3 separate regions of the Mus musculus genome follow, and regions 1 and 2 are each linked to region 3. Evidence: chromatin contacts called from public HiCAR-type and promoter capture Hi-C data. All regions are on one chromosome and are shown on one strand. Each heading gives the region's core, a stretch centred on a gene start, on an enhancer-like site or on the middle of the called end of the contact. The rest is flanking DNA. Distances are from core to core; before and after follow the strand shown. Region 1 holds the start of Dtl (denticleless E3 ubiquitin protein ligase). Region 2 holds the start of Vash2 (vasohibin 2). Region 3 has its middle 25 kb from the start of Nenf.

Region 1 (3,760 bases), core at 234-2,733, 280 kb before region 3:
AACAGTGTAATGGGCCACATCAGGTCTAGGACTTGGGAGGCTGAGGATCAAAAGTTGAGAGTTATCCTTGGCTTTAGGGAGTACAGGCCAACCTGGATGTCACAGACTTTAGTAAAACGTAAAAAACTCTTACCTGTAACTGGTTTCAAACTTGGACAAGGAACTAAGGTGCATATTTAACATGCCAAAGTCTAATTGACCTCCAGGTTCTCTCAGCATCCCCCAGTCCCTACTTGGCACACCCTGCCCCCCAGACTTGAACTTACAGATCCTTGGTTTCCAGTCCCGTTCTCTACAGGTTACACACTGGCTACAGTTAACCAAGAATTGCCTATAGTGTAAAAACCTTGGCAGGAAACTGAAGCAAAGGTCTCACATTTACACAGGACTTCTTTATGGATAGCTATCTGTCAAAGTCCCTCTTCAGCCTTTAATAAAGGCATCTTTTCGCATACCACTGCCATTTAACATTTACAACAGCTGACATACTGTGCCCACTTTGCTGACATATCGAGGCTAGATGATAATGCCGCATTCCATAATCACTTTAGTAGAACTGGAATTTAACTCCTAACCCTAAAATTTTTTCTCTTAGCTACCTGTATAAGGGGAACTAACTCGTGGAACTTGTGTGCAGAGAATGAGCGCGTTCAGCCAAGCTTTTCGGATGTTCTCATCCACATGGAACCTGCTTTAGAACGCGCAATTGACAGTCTCGCAAGACAAATCGCTGTAAAACGCTCAGAAAATCATTTGGCTCTCTTAATGAAGGCTTCACCTGCACTGAACGTTTTAAAAAATAATCTCAAAATTCAGCACTTTATCTTATTTGCTGCCTGGGAAACCAGAGACTGTGCCCCCAAGTGGTCAAAGGCATCCTCGCAAGCACGAGCCTCTGCTCCAACTGTGCAAGGCTACTCCAGCAACCCTGCATGCGCCTAAGCGCTGGCTCCAAGACTAGCAGCCGTGCTTCCCGCCCCATACATCGGCGCATGCGCCTTTCTAGCCTCTGTAGCTGCCGCCACTAGGTGGCGCCACTCCCCCCAGACGCTTCGCCCGCGTCCCTCCTCCGTACCTTTGTCCAGTTCCATAAGAGCGGAATTAGCGTCCAGCTCCTGTTCGCCATAGCCGGCATCGGCCAGGAACGACTTGGTTGAGTTTGACGCCATGACCCGGACAGTTACCCGACTCGCCCAGTCACAAAGATTGCAAACTCTACCCCAGCACCGCCATCTTCTCCCGCCGCGGTCTCGCGGATTTTTCCCTCCGCGCGCTGTCAGGCAGTGTACGCATGCGCCTCGGTCGCCCCGCGGTTCGCCAGTTCCTCTCTGGGCCCCCCCGCGCAGGCGCTCAGGGAGCCTGTGAACCTTGGGTTCCCGCGGCTGAGCGAGAGGGAGGCGGAGCTTAGGATGGGGGCGAGCCTTCGAGGCGCCAGGACGCTGCGACGAGAGCCAATCAGAAAGCGTGACGTCAGTTTGGCGCGGAGTTTGGCGGCCGGGGCTCTTAGTGGCGGGAGTTGGAGGCGAAACCGCGCCGCGTTGTGGAGGGTGCAGACGGCGGCTCCTGTGGAACTTGGGGGCGATCTTCTCGGCGTTCCCCTCAGCTGAGCCTTCTCCTCAGGCCCAGATGCTCTTCAACTCGGTACTCCGCCAGCCGCAGCTCGGCGTCCTGAGGAACGGTGAGTAACGGCCCCAACGGCCGCTGGCCGTGGCGGGAACCACCTCCCCCCAGGCGCTCCACCTTGGATCGCTGCCGACTGTGGGCCTCCAGGTCTCCCGCGGCCGGAGCGAATCCGGGCGAGCGAGGACCGCCGAAGAACATCGTGCTTGGGTTCCTTCCGGACGCTTTTCACCGTAATCGAGCTTTTTAGTTCGGAACGGAGGCCGAAGTTAGGACGCTCAGTGGCGTCCCGGGCCCCTGGCTGCTTACGTCAATATCGCGCGTTAACTAGAGAGTGCACGCTTGTGAGAGTCGGGGGTGGGAGACGCTTTGGCACCAGCGATGTGCCTGCCGTCTCTGCAGAACCTTAGCGATCCCTGCAAGTTCGTTGTGCACCAGCGCGCATGGCCCGCAGTTAAGGAACTCAATCTTAAGGCGCCAAAGTCCCCTCCCCCATCTCTGCAGGCTCTGAAAAGTCCTAAAATACAGACTAAAAGATGCCCATAGCCACACCCACGAGGTGACCACGGGTAATGGATGGAAGGGTATTGTTCCAAATGTGTCTTGATGCCGAGGTACTTCCAGAAATGGGATTAAACTCGTTTTTCTCTTCACGGTGGAATTCAGCCATGTTCTCCTGTTAGCATATAGAAAGCCAGCTCATCTCCTACAGTACTCTTAAAAACATTGGCAATCTGAGATGCGATTAGGCTGATGTGTTGTTAAACTAAGACCTTGAAGAGTGGTCCTAAGAATGTTGAGAAGAGGAAAAGCTCCTTGAGGTCCTGCCCGGATCTAAAACTTTGTAGTCGTATTCCCTCTGTGGATACTCTTGTAGTTACATTCTGCCTCTTTCTCTGCTCGAACTTTACAAAAGTTACTTCGCCCTGTGTTAGGAATGGCCGCCCTGCACAATGGTTGTGAGCGGTCTTCGGAGCGTCTGAGTTTCAACTCCACCTCTTTTCCTATGTGCTACATTTTCTGTCTACCCACTTTTCAGTCTGTCGTTCCGGCTTACAGATAGCCAGACAGACGTTCAGTGATAGGCACTGGCATTCATTGATTGTTACCTCCTGAAGTCTGCATCTCTTTTCCCCTCCGGTGTTGCTGGGCCTTAAATGATTATAGCCGTAAGTAAGGATTCTACTGCTGCTACACTCTTCCATTCCCTATGTTTTGGGTTAATTTCTGTAAAAGCTGTATGTATTGAACTTAATCTAGACAGTTAGGCATACAAGCATCTTATATTCTAATGCCCCAAACTGAGTTGGCTTCTTCCCAATTTTTGGGAGTGACATTATTTTAAACTGGTGTCCCCAGCTAAAACTTAGACTCCATATTCCTCATTATGACATTTTCAAAAGAAAAAAAAGAAATCCCTTAAGTCTGCTTGAATCTCTTTTTCCATCCCCACAGATTCAGCCTCTTTACCTCAAACTGAGTCTTCCATTTTCTCTATTCCATCCCCACCATTGGGCCTGATACTTTACTCCCTGATCATAACAAGCCTCTAAATGTGCCTTTAGTTTCCTTTCTCTACCGATATTTGTAAGATGGAAATATAATTACTTTTGTGAGTTTTTAAATCCATATCTAAGAATTTTTACTATAAACTTTAAACATGCAAAATTATAATTTTTAGCCTTATAGTGAGTTAGCATCTTAAGATAAATACTATTTTAGCCTTTTAAATACATCTGACACTATAAACAACTATACCAACGTGGAAGTCGTGGTCTCTGTTTTTGAAAAGGTGAGCAAATGCTTACTGTTCGATGTTTTATATGGTTGCTTTTTCTTCTGAATATTTCTATCTTAATTCTCCGCAAATTTATCCTATTGTAATTTAAAAGTTCTTGTCACCCTGTCATGCCCCATCAAAAAGCATATAAAGTGCTGTTTTCTGTGGTTTTAGTACCCAGTAGTCACAAAGGTTTCCCTTAGGATGAATTATCACCACAGTTAATTAATAGTGGGCAGTTGTTAGAAACTAAGTAACTTCTTAAAATGTTTTAAGAAAAAAGCAAAATTTTTATTGAAAGTGCATCTTTTAAAGAAATGGATTTAGGTATCTGGTGCCTTGTGGTCTCAAATTGTCTCA
Region 2 (4,203 bases), core at 1,407-3,906, 310 kb after region 3:
AGTTAGGGAGCAATGCAAAGCAGCATGCAAATCGCTAGTCCTGTGTGTGCTTCAGACCTTGGCAGCTTTTCCCCTCACTGTCAAAAGACCATGCTAGACACAGTTCAAAGCAGGAAGGTGACCATTATCTCTTTCTGGTGTCTGGGGTTCCTACTTAGGCAAAGCAGGATTCAGGCTCCGACTGACCAAGCTGAGCAGACCTGGCTGGACTTGGTCCATCTGTGGGCAGCCTCGTCACAGTAAGGGTGGCGAGCCTGGTCTTTGCTGTCCTTTGAGCTGTTTTCTCTAAGGGGCGAGCAGGCCAAATCCCAGTCCACAGAAGTGCTGCCCTGAGTTCCTTTTCTGGTCTGGGTACCAGGGACGTGGAAGGGAGAGAGATGGACTTAAGGATGAACTGCAGACAGGAGAGAAGGGCGTTTGGGATGAGCAAACAGGTGGGTTTCCTTTTAATTAGGAACGAGATTCCCTGGGCACACATTGTCTTCTCCCTCCTGATTCTTTCCCAGGTGTGCTTGTTGCCCGAGGACCGTTAAGAATGTTCTGACATAGACTGGCGTTACTGTGCTCAGTGATGACTCCATCCATAGTCTCATGCCCAGGGCTCTGTCCTGGTAGGTTTAGAACCCAGGTTGCCTCCATTGATCCTCTACTGATCCTGGCTCCCACCCTGCCTGCCTCATAGAGGTTTCCATCCCAACTCCCACATAGAGCTGAGCAGCCAGAAACTAGTCCTAGGCAGGGCTCTTCCCCATGGTGTCCAGCTGGGAGATTTGCTTCCCATGGTTGACAGACAGGCTCCTAGATGTTCCAAAGAAAGTTACATGACCTAAGAGCCAAAGGGGCTCTGGTTTTCCTCACAGAGCAGATGAACTGTGTGTCCTGGGATACACAACTCAGCAAGAGACAAACCTAGACTTATTGGACCTCAGGGTCAGCAGTCTGTGGCTTCTTCCACTTTGGCTTGCTCTTTCTCAAAATAAAAGTAAGAGAGAGAGGAAGTGAGAGAGGGAGGGTGGGATGGAGGAAGCAAGAAGGAAGACACTATCACTAAGAAAAAGGTACTTTGGGCTGGTGAGATGGCTCAGTGGTTACTGGCTGGTCACCAAGCCCGAGGTCCTGAGTTTGACCCCTGGAACCTATGTGGTATAATGAGAGAATGGCCACCAGTACTTTGTCCTCTGATCTCGACACACACACACACACACACACACACACACACACACACTCCACACGTACACCTACATACTTACACACGCTCTCCAAATCCGTACACCTGCACACTTACACACGACAAATGCAAAATGTAAAAGGTTTAAAAATATTTATTTCTAATATTTTTAAATTACATGTCTTTGCATATATGTCAGAGTCAGCACAAACATGAGAGCGCAGGTGCCCAGGAGGCCCAACTTGTGTGATCCTCCTGAAGCTGAGAACGGGTGCTGAACCCAAAGTGCTGGTCTTCCTTAAAGACAGTGATCTTAACTCGCTGAACCCAATACTCCAGCCTCACGTATAAACACACACACACACACACACACACACACACACACACCACACCACACACACACCACACACCACACACACACACACACACACACACACACGGGCTGGGGGGGAGGGAGGGGGAGAGAGAGAGGGAAAGAGAGAGAGAGAGATAGAAGGAAGAAGAAGAAGAAGAAGAAGAAGAAGAAGAAGAAGAAGAAGAAGAAGAAGAAGAAGAAGAAGGGAAGGAAGGAAGGAAGGAAGGAAGGAAGAGGAGGAGGAGGAGGAGGAGGAGGAGGAGGAGGAGGAGGAGGAGGAGAAGACGACAAAGAGGAAGACGACGACAAAGAAGAGGAGGAGAAGCTGTGGGAAGGCCACTCCCTTGGCTTCAAGCATCCCTCTACAGTGACTACAGAACAGAAGGGGCTCGAATTGCCTCTCACAGCAGCTTGGGTTGAAGAACCTTGTTATCCACATCTACTAATAGAGGATTCAGGGCTGTACACACTTGTTAATCTGGGGAGAAACTTGTAATGGAGAATTTAAATAAGTATTAAAGTTGGCCTTTCCTAGAGCCACCCAGAGCCCTGTGTAGTCACTGTGCCCAGCTCCTCGACCAACACTGCTCCACCAGGCCCACTACTTCCTTATCTCATCTCCGGAGCTTAGCTGCTGCGCCTCTGCCCGAGGGAAACTGGATCTTAGTCCCTGGACAGTCGCTCCAGCTCCGCGGGGCTCCCAGGATACTGCAGCATCGGATTTCGCGTGGCAGCCCAGCTTCCCTAACTCGTATCCCCTCCCGCCCGGGAACCCTGGAACCAATCGCAGAGACGCAGAGCTCCGGGTTGTAGAGTCCCAAGCTCGGGACCCGCCCCTCTTTGTTGCGGTGTCCAATGGCCGCATTCGGAACATCGGCGGCTGCCCGGGTGACTCAGTTATATGTCACAGAATAACATTCGAGAATGGGACATGGAATGAGGCGACGACCGCCTCAACCCCAACAGCCTTCTGCAGCAATGAGGCCGGCCCGAGGTGGGTCCCCGGGCCCCGCGCGCGTCGTGGCGGCCCGCAGCTGCCACTCGCGGTGCCCGCGCGGGACCCGCGGGAAGGGGGCGGCGCTGCGCTTGCCCGGGAACCCCGGCTGGAGCCGCCCCTCTCGCGCCAGGGTTCGGGGGGCTTCCGGGAAGACGCCAGGCCTCCCTAACAAGCAGAGGCTGCTGCGGCTCCCTCGCGCCAACCCCGGGCGCTCACGTGCCCGCTCGCTGTGGGACCGTGGCAGTCCACCACATCTGGGGACCCAGGGATGCGTGAAGCTGGAGGGGACCCTCGAGTCTTCTTGCTACACAGCTGTCTTGCTTTTTCCTACCCCGTCCCCTCCTCACCCCGCGCTCCTTGCATGCCTCCCCATCCCCGAGTGCAGCTGGGTGTGAGGCTTCGTGGCGTCTTTCCAGCCGCCTTGCTAGGTAATCGGCGGGGCTGGAAGCTCGCGTTAGTCCTGAAGGGTGGGTCTGGGGCAGCGAGGCGGGAACCCCCATGCCTGTCTTATTGAGCTGCAGTGTCTGCTGTTTCCACTGCTTTCAGGCCCGGTCGGTGAGCGGGGTTCCCTTCGTGTGTCCTACGGCCGCGAGAGTTAAAGGCCACCCCAACCTCCCGCGGGGCCCTGATCCCCGGCGTGCCGGCGTCCTCCGCCCCCTTGCCGTGTGCCCCTCATCATGACCGGCTCTGCCGCCGACACTCACCGCTGCCCCCACCCCAAAATCACCAAAGGCACCCGATCCCGGAGCAGCCACGCGCGGCCCGTGAGCCTCGCCACCAGCGGGGGCTCCGAGGAGGAGGACAAAGACGGCGGGGTGCTGTTCCACGTGAACAAGAGCGGGTTCCCGATCGATAGCCACACCTGGGAGCGGATGTGGCTGCACGTTGCCAAGGTCCACCCCAGAGGGGGAGAGATGGTAGGCGCCATCAGAAACGCTGCCTTCCTGGCTAAGGTCAGTGGCTTCGCTGGAAAGGGTGGGATGGGATGGGCGGGTTGGCAGGGATGGGACCTGCTCAGCCCATCCTTGGCAGGGCAGGGAGAAGAGACCTCGTGTCCAGCTACTGAGTCCTGTTCTGCTGCCAAGAGGAGCAGGCAGGGGGCTTGCTGGCTAAGCTCTGAGGTTGGGCTGAGCCAAATCCATTATGTATTCAGCTCCTGTAATATCTTCATCAAAAGCTAATGTCACCAGGTCAACACCAACCACTCCAAGAAAGCATAGAACCCCAGGGTCCACCCTATCTGCCCTCCGTGAGTGTTTTACCTCCCCCCCCACCCCCAGGTCTCCCTAGCAAATGACTTATGGAGTGAATTTGTAATCAATCAGCCAGACTTCTCAGTGTGAATCATTCCTAGAGTTTTTGCTAACCATCTTCATCTTCATCATCACACTCTTCCTATCCTTTTATGACAGTGATTTTTGATTTTTACCTCTGAAGCTTACAGAGAACAGTGACCTGTCCCTTACCAGCTTAATCTGGCGCCAATGAAGCATTTGGCTGTGGCTTAAAGGGACTTTCCAGGACACTGGATGAATTAGTCTCTGGAGTAAAGGGAGACACCAAGTGACCCTCTCTTTTTTACTCGGGAGAGCAGCCAGGGAGCAACTGAGCTCAGTGGCCAAGGATATGGTTACAGAGAGACATGTTCTCTGGTGGGAGTGTCGTGTTATATAAAATGAAAAC
Region 3 (4,037 bases), core at 1,275-3,774:
CATGAATGTGGTGCACATACATGCATGCAGACACAGCATCCACACACATACAATGAAATAGTTTTTAAAAAGAATTATGTTACCAAGATACATTTGCTTTGTTTCTGTGTTCCCCCGTGCAACACCCAGATTGTTTGTTTCTAACACCTAGCATGCCTGGTGTGTGGTGGCACATGCCTGCAATCATAGCTCTCTGGAGGTGGAGGCCTGAGGGTTAAGAGTTTGAGGTCATCTTTTATGGCCTAATAAGTTATAGGCCAAACTTCATGAGACCTGGTTGCAGAAGGGATGGGGGTTGAGTGAGAAGAGGAGAACAAAGGGAGGAGGGAGAGGGAAAGGAGAAGAATGAGGAGAGAGGAGAAGGACAGGAGAGGGAGGAGGGAGGGAGGGAGGGAGGGAGAGGAGGGAAGAGGGAGGAGAAAGAAGAGAGGAGGGAAGAAGGAAGAGGAAAGAGGGAGGAAGGAGAGAAGAGGGAGGAGGGAAGAGGGAGATGAGAGGGAGGAGGGAGGAGGGAGAGGAGAGGGAGGAGGAAAGGAGGAGAGAGGAGAAAGAAAGGGGAAGGGAAGAGGGAGGAGGGAAGAGGCAGGAGGGAGGAGGGTAGAGGGAGGAGGGAGGAGGGTTAGGGTTAGGCTCTCTGAAGCAAGCTTGCACCGCCTCCATGACTTCACGGAGAAGTCTGGGCCTCATCTACCCCTCTAGCTCACCCATCTTCCTGTGCATGTGGCTTGGCTGACCTTTTCTGAATCCCCTTAACCTTGTCAGAGCTCTTCCCTACAGCTCAGCACATGCCAGGTTTCCCCATAGGCAGCAGGGAACATCCCAAACCACGGTGCTCCAGCTTAGGAAGGTCCTGGCTGAGGTTCCACAGCACTCACTTTGTAACTCCAGAGCATTCGAGCTCTCTGTACGTGTTGCATTTCTGTTGCTGGGGTTAAGTACTCTGACAAACAACTCCGGGGAGAGCTTGTTTTAGTTTACAACTCCAGGTTACAGACCATGACAGTGACGAGGCCAAGGCAGGAAGCCGAAGCAGCCAGCCACAGCTGTGAAGAAAAGGAATCCATACATATTTACTGCTCAGCTCTCTTCCTCCACTCTTACATTGTCCAGGGCCCTGCCTACTGTGCCTAGTGTTGCCACAGTAGGTCGGTCTTTCCACCGCCATTAAGGTAATCAAGACAGTCCCACCACCACCAAGGCCAATCTGATCTAAAGAATCTTTCACTGAGACTGTTGCCAGTCTAGTCTACCTTGTATCATTTGTACAATTAAAAAGTATCACAGGTATCAGAGATAGCTTAGCAGTTAAAGGCTAGGCTCACAACTTGAACACTAGCCACCATAGGGGCTGAGAGATAGCTCAGCCTTTAAAGGCTAGGCTCACAATTGAAACACTAGCTACCACACTGTCTTAGTTAGGGTTTTATTGCTATGAACAGACACCATGACCAAGGCAAGTCTTATAAAAAAACATTTAATTGGGACTGGCTTACAAGTTCAGGGGTTCAGTCCATCATCATCAAGGTGGGAGCAGGGCAGTATCCAGGCTGGCATGGTCCAGGCAGAGCTGAGAGTTCTACATCTTCATCCAAAGGCTGCTAGTGGAAGACTGACTTCCAGGCAACTAGAGTGAGAGTCTTAAGCCCGTACCCACAGTGACACACCTACTCCAACCAGGTCACACCTATTCCAACAAGGCCACACCTCCAAATGGTGCCACTCCCTGGCCCAAGAATATACAAACCATCACACACCCTGTCCATCACACACCCTGTCCACACACCCTGTCCATCACACACCCTGTCCATCACACACCCTGTCCATCACACACCCTGTGCCTTGCTGTTCTTTCTGATCTCATTTTGTGTGAACACTAACATCCTCCCTACAGTGCTGCTCTGAGGATGATGTCAGACCATGTATGTGAAGGGAAATGTGGAGCTTGCATGGGATGTTGTATCCATCAGCAGCTCACAGCAGAGCTGGACCACACAACGTGGTTAGAGTTGTCACTGGTGGCAGTCACCTGCGGCAACCTGCTTTATATTTCTGGTTAAAATTTCCTCATACATAAAATGGGACTGTCATATGGTGCCCAGTGGGGAATGACGTAGAGTTGCGCTTGCCCTTGGTGCCCTGCCCCCTCTGCACTTGGCCTTGAAAAGGACTATGTGAGCAACTGATTATATTCCTTCTGGAATGGTGAGCTGTGTCTCCTCTGTGTTGGAGACACCAGGTGTGATGAAGAATTTGGAGCAAAGGACCCCAGCCACACTCAGCTTCCACCTGTCTACCTCTTCTCTGAAGTCCCCAACCCTGATTCTTGATCTAATTACCTCTGTCCCCAGAGCTGTCCTACAACCTCCTTGGTCATCTGTCAGCCACTTGGGACAGAGGCAGAGAGCCACTTATTCCTCCTAGGAGGGGCTGCTCTGCCCTGGGAGGGGGATACCCCACGCATCACTTAAGGGCTGACTGCCCAGCTCCAGGCAAGTGTATTCGAGTGCCAATGCCAGGCAGGCTCAGATGAATCACCTCCCGTTCCATGTGGTCACCCTGGCTGGCAACAGAGGCCCTGTGTGCTTCTCTGTGTGGTTTCTTTCCATTCCGTGAGTCAGAAGGCACCAGTCACTGGCCATGTGATGCCGTAGTCTCCTGCCAAGGAACAGTGGCAAAGAATTTCTGGAAAACCCTGGAAGGACAAGGGAGGGCAGATGTGGTTGCCAGAAACAGGCCTGAGCTGAGAGGGCTGGATGCAATCTTGTGAGATTAGCATGGGGAAAGGGGCTCTGGTCTCATGAGGCCAAAGGCCCCTATAGTAGCAGCAGCTGCTGGGTGTAGGGCCAAACCTGGTTTCCCTGTGGTGGAATAACATGATCATTTGGTCTAATTATAAGCAGAAAGCTTTTTGTAATGTAAAAAATCTTGGTCATTTAAGAACTATAAAAAGGAAGAACTGCCCCTAGCAGACACTTTTTATTTATTAATTTCTTTAGTGTTGGCCTTTATAAAAAAAGGATGAAGAAGTAAAAGGAGGAGGAAGAGGAAGAGGAGGAGGAGGAGGAAAAAGAGGAGGAGGAGGAGGAGAGGAGGGGGAGGAGGAAGAGGAGGAGAGGAGGGGGAGGAGGAGAGGAGGGGGAGGGGAGGAAGAGGATGAGGAAGAGGAGGAGAGGAGGGGGAGGAGGAGAGGAGGGGGAGGGAAGGAAGAGGATGAGGAAGAGGAAGAGGAAGAAGAAGATCATTAGACTGTTCTGTCCTGGAACTCACTATGTAGACCAGGCTGGCCTCAAACTCACAGAGATCTGCCTACCTCTGCTCCTGAGTGCTAGGATTAAAAACATGGGCCACTATACCTGGCTGACTTATTATTTCTTTAATTATGTGTATGTGTAGGGGTATGTGCACATGTGTGCAGGTGATTGCAGAAGCCAGGAGCATCAGACACCCTAGAAAACTGGTTACAGTTGGCTGTGAGCCACCTGCCATGGGTGCTGGGAATGGATCTGTCCTCTTCAAGAGCGAGATGGTTCTGGCTGACAAGCCAGCTCCCCAGCCTCTAGTTTTCTGGCTTTTTGCTACTCACTGTGTAGCCAGGCTGGTTTCAAAGCTACTATGTAGCTCGAGCTGGCCTCTGGTTATGGAGTGCTGGGATTACAGACCTGCACCACCACAGACACTGTTCCAGCTTGCCAAGATGTTTCCTGTACATACATAGTGCCACCTGCCTGCCCCTGGCCTGTCATACTGCTGGACACTGCCCAAGTCTGGTCTTGATATTACCTGATGCCTGGGATACTGCGACTCTAGGTCCCTAGGATGGCAGTCAGCACAGAGTCAGCGGCCTCCCTTCTTGTGCTCCCTGGCCCCTGAAGGTGTCTTTTTTTTTTTTTTTTAAGATTTATTTATTTATTATATGTAAGTACACTGTAGCTGTCTTCAGACACACCAGAAGAGGACGTCAGATCTTGTTACGGATGGTTGTGAGCCACCATGTGGTTGCTGGGACTTGAACACTGGACCTTTGGAAGAGTAGTCGG

What was found. Promoter capture Hi-C pulls out the DNA fragments that hold promoters and counts their contacts. HiCAR-type assays count read pairs that join an accessible place to other places.
Region 1: a HiCAR-type map of astrocytes shows a contact between it and region 3, with 2.7 times the contacts expected there. The contact joins the promoter of Dtl here to the enhancer-like site in region 3. A contact is called at or near these places in 15 of 39 promoter capture datasets (the 3T3-L1 cell line, 3T3-L1-derived adipocytes, the C10 cell line and 12 more), 1 of 15 datasets of contacts at CTCF or cohesin (the NIH/3T3 cell line), 30 of 484 Hi-C or Micro-C datasets (the AML12 cell line, B cells, the C10 cell line and 22 more), 31 of 115 datasets of contacts at active chromatin or transcription factors (the 230-238 cell line, DN3 thymocytes, the HPC-7 cell line and 24 more) and 3 of 9 other capture datasets (adipose tissue, liver and pancreatic islet).
Region 2: a promoter capture Hi-C map of hippocampal neurons shows a contact between it and region 3, with 2.1 times the contacts expected there. The contact joins the promoter of Vash2 here to the enhancer-like site in region 3. A contact is called at or near these places in 8 of 39 promoter capture datasets (the 3T3-L1 cell line, the C10 cell line, the HPC-7 cell line and 5 more), 1 of 15 datasets of contacts at CTCF or cohesin (the NIH/3T3 cell line), 4 of 484 Hi-C or Micro-C datasets (the G1E-ER4 cell line, embryonic stem cells and liver), 6 of 115 datasets of contacts at active chromatin or transcription factors (bone marrow-derived dendritic cells, embryonic midbrain, embryonic stem cells and 2 more) and 2 of 9 other capture datasets (embryonic stem cells and pancreatic islet).

What each region holds. Positions count from the first base shown.
Region 1 is chr1:191,573,267-191,577,026 of GRCm38.p6, reverse strand. It overlaps Dtl (denticleless E3 ubiquitin protein ligase), which reads left to right and starts at 1,483. Exons shown (of 15, transcript NM_029766.3): 1 at 1,483-1,678. The coding sequence starts at 1,627. Ints7 (integrator complex subunit 7) reads right to left here and starts at 1,391. Exons shown (of 20, transcript NM_178632.6): 1 at 1,076-1,391. The coding sequence starts at 1,169.
Region 2 is chr1:190,977,451-190,981,653 of GRCm38.p6, reverse strand. Vash2 (vasohibin 2) reads left to right here and starts at 2,656. Exons shown (of 8, transcript NM_144879.2): 1 at 2,656-2,948; 2 at 3,067-3,473. The coding sequence starts at 3,198.
Region 3 is chr1:191,291,113-191,295,149 of GRCm38.p6, reverse strand. No RefSeq gene overlaps it. Among named protein-coding and RNA genes, the nearest start is that of Nenf, 25 kb to the left of the region's middle. Within about 2 kb of position 2,524, at least 132 of the 459 cell types and tissues checked have an H3K27ac peak or open chromatin away from gene starts, as enhancers often do. A contact at or near this core is called in the AML12 cell line, the NIH/3T3 cell line, astrocytes and 13 more, where this site is marked.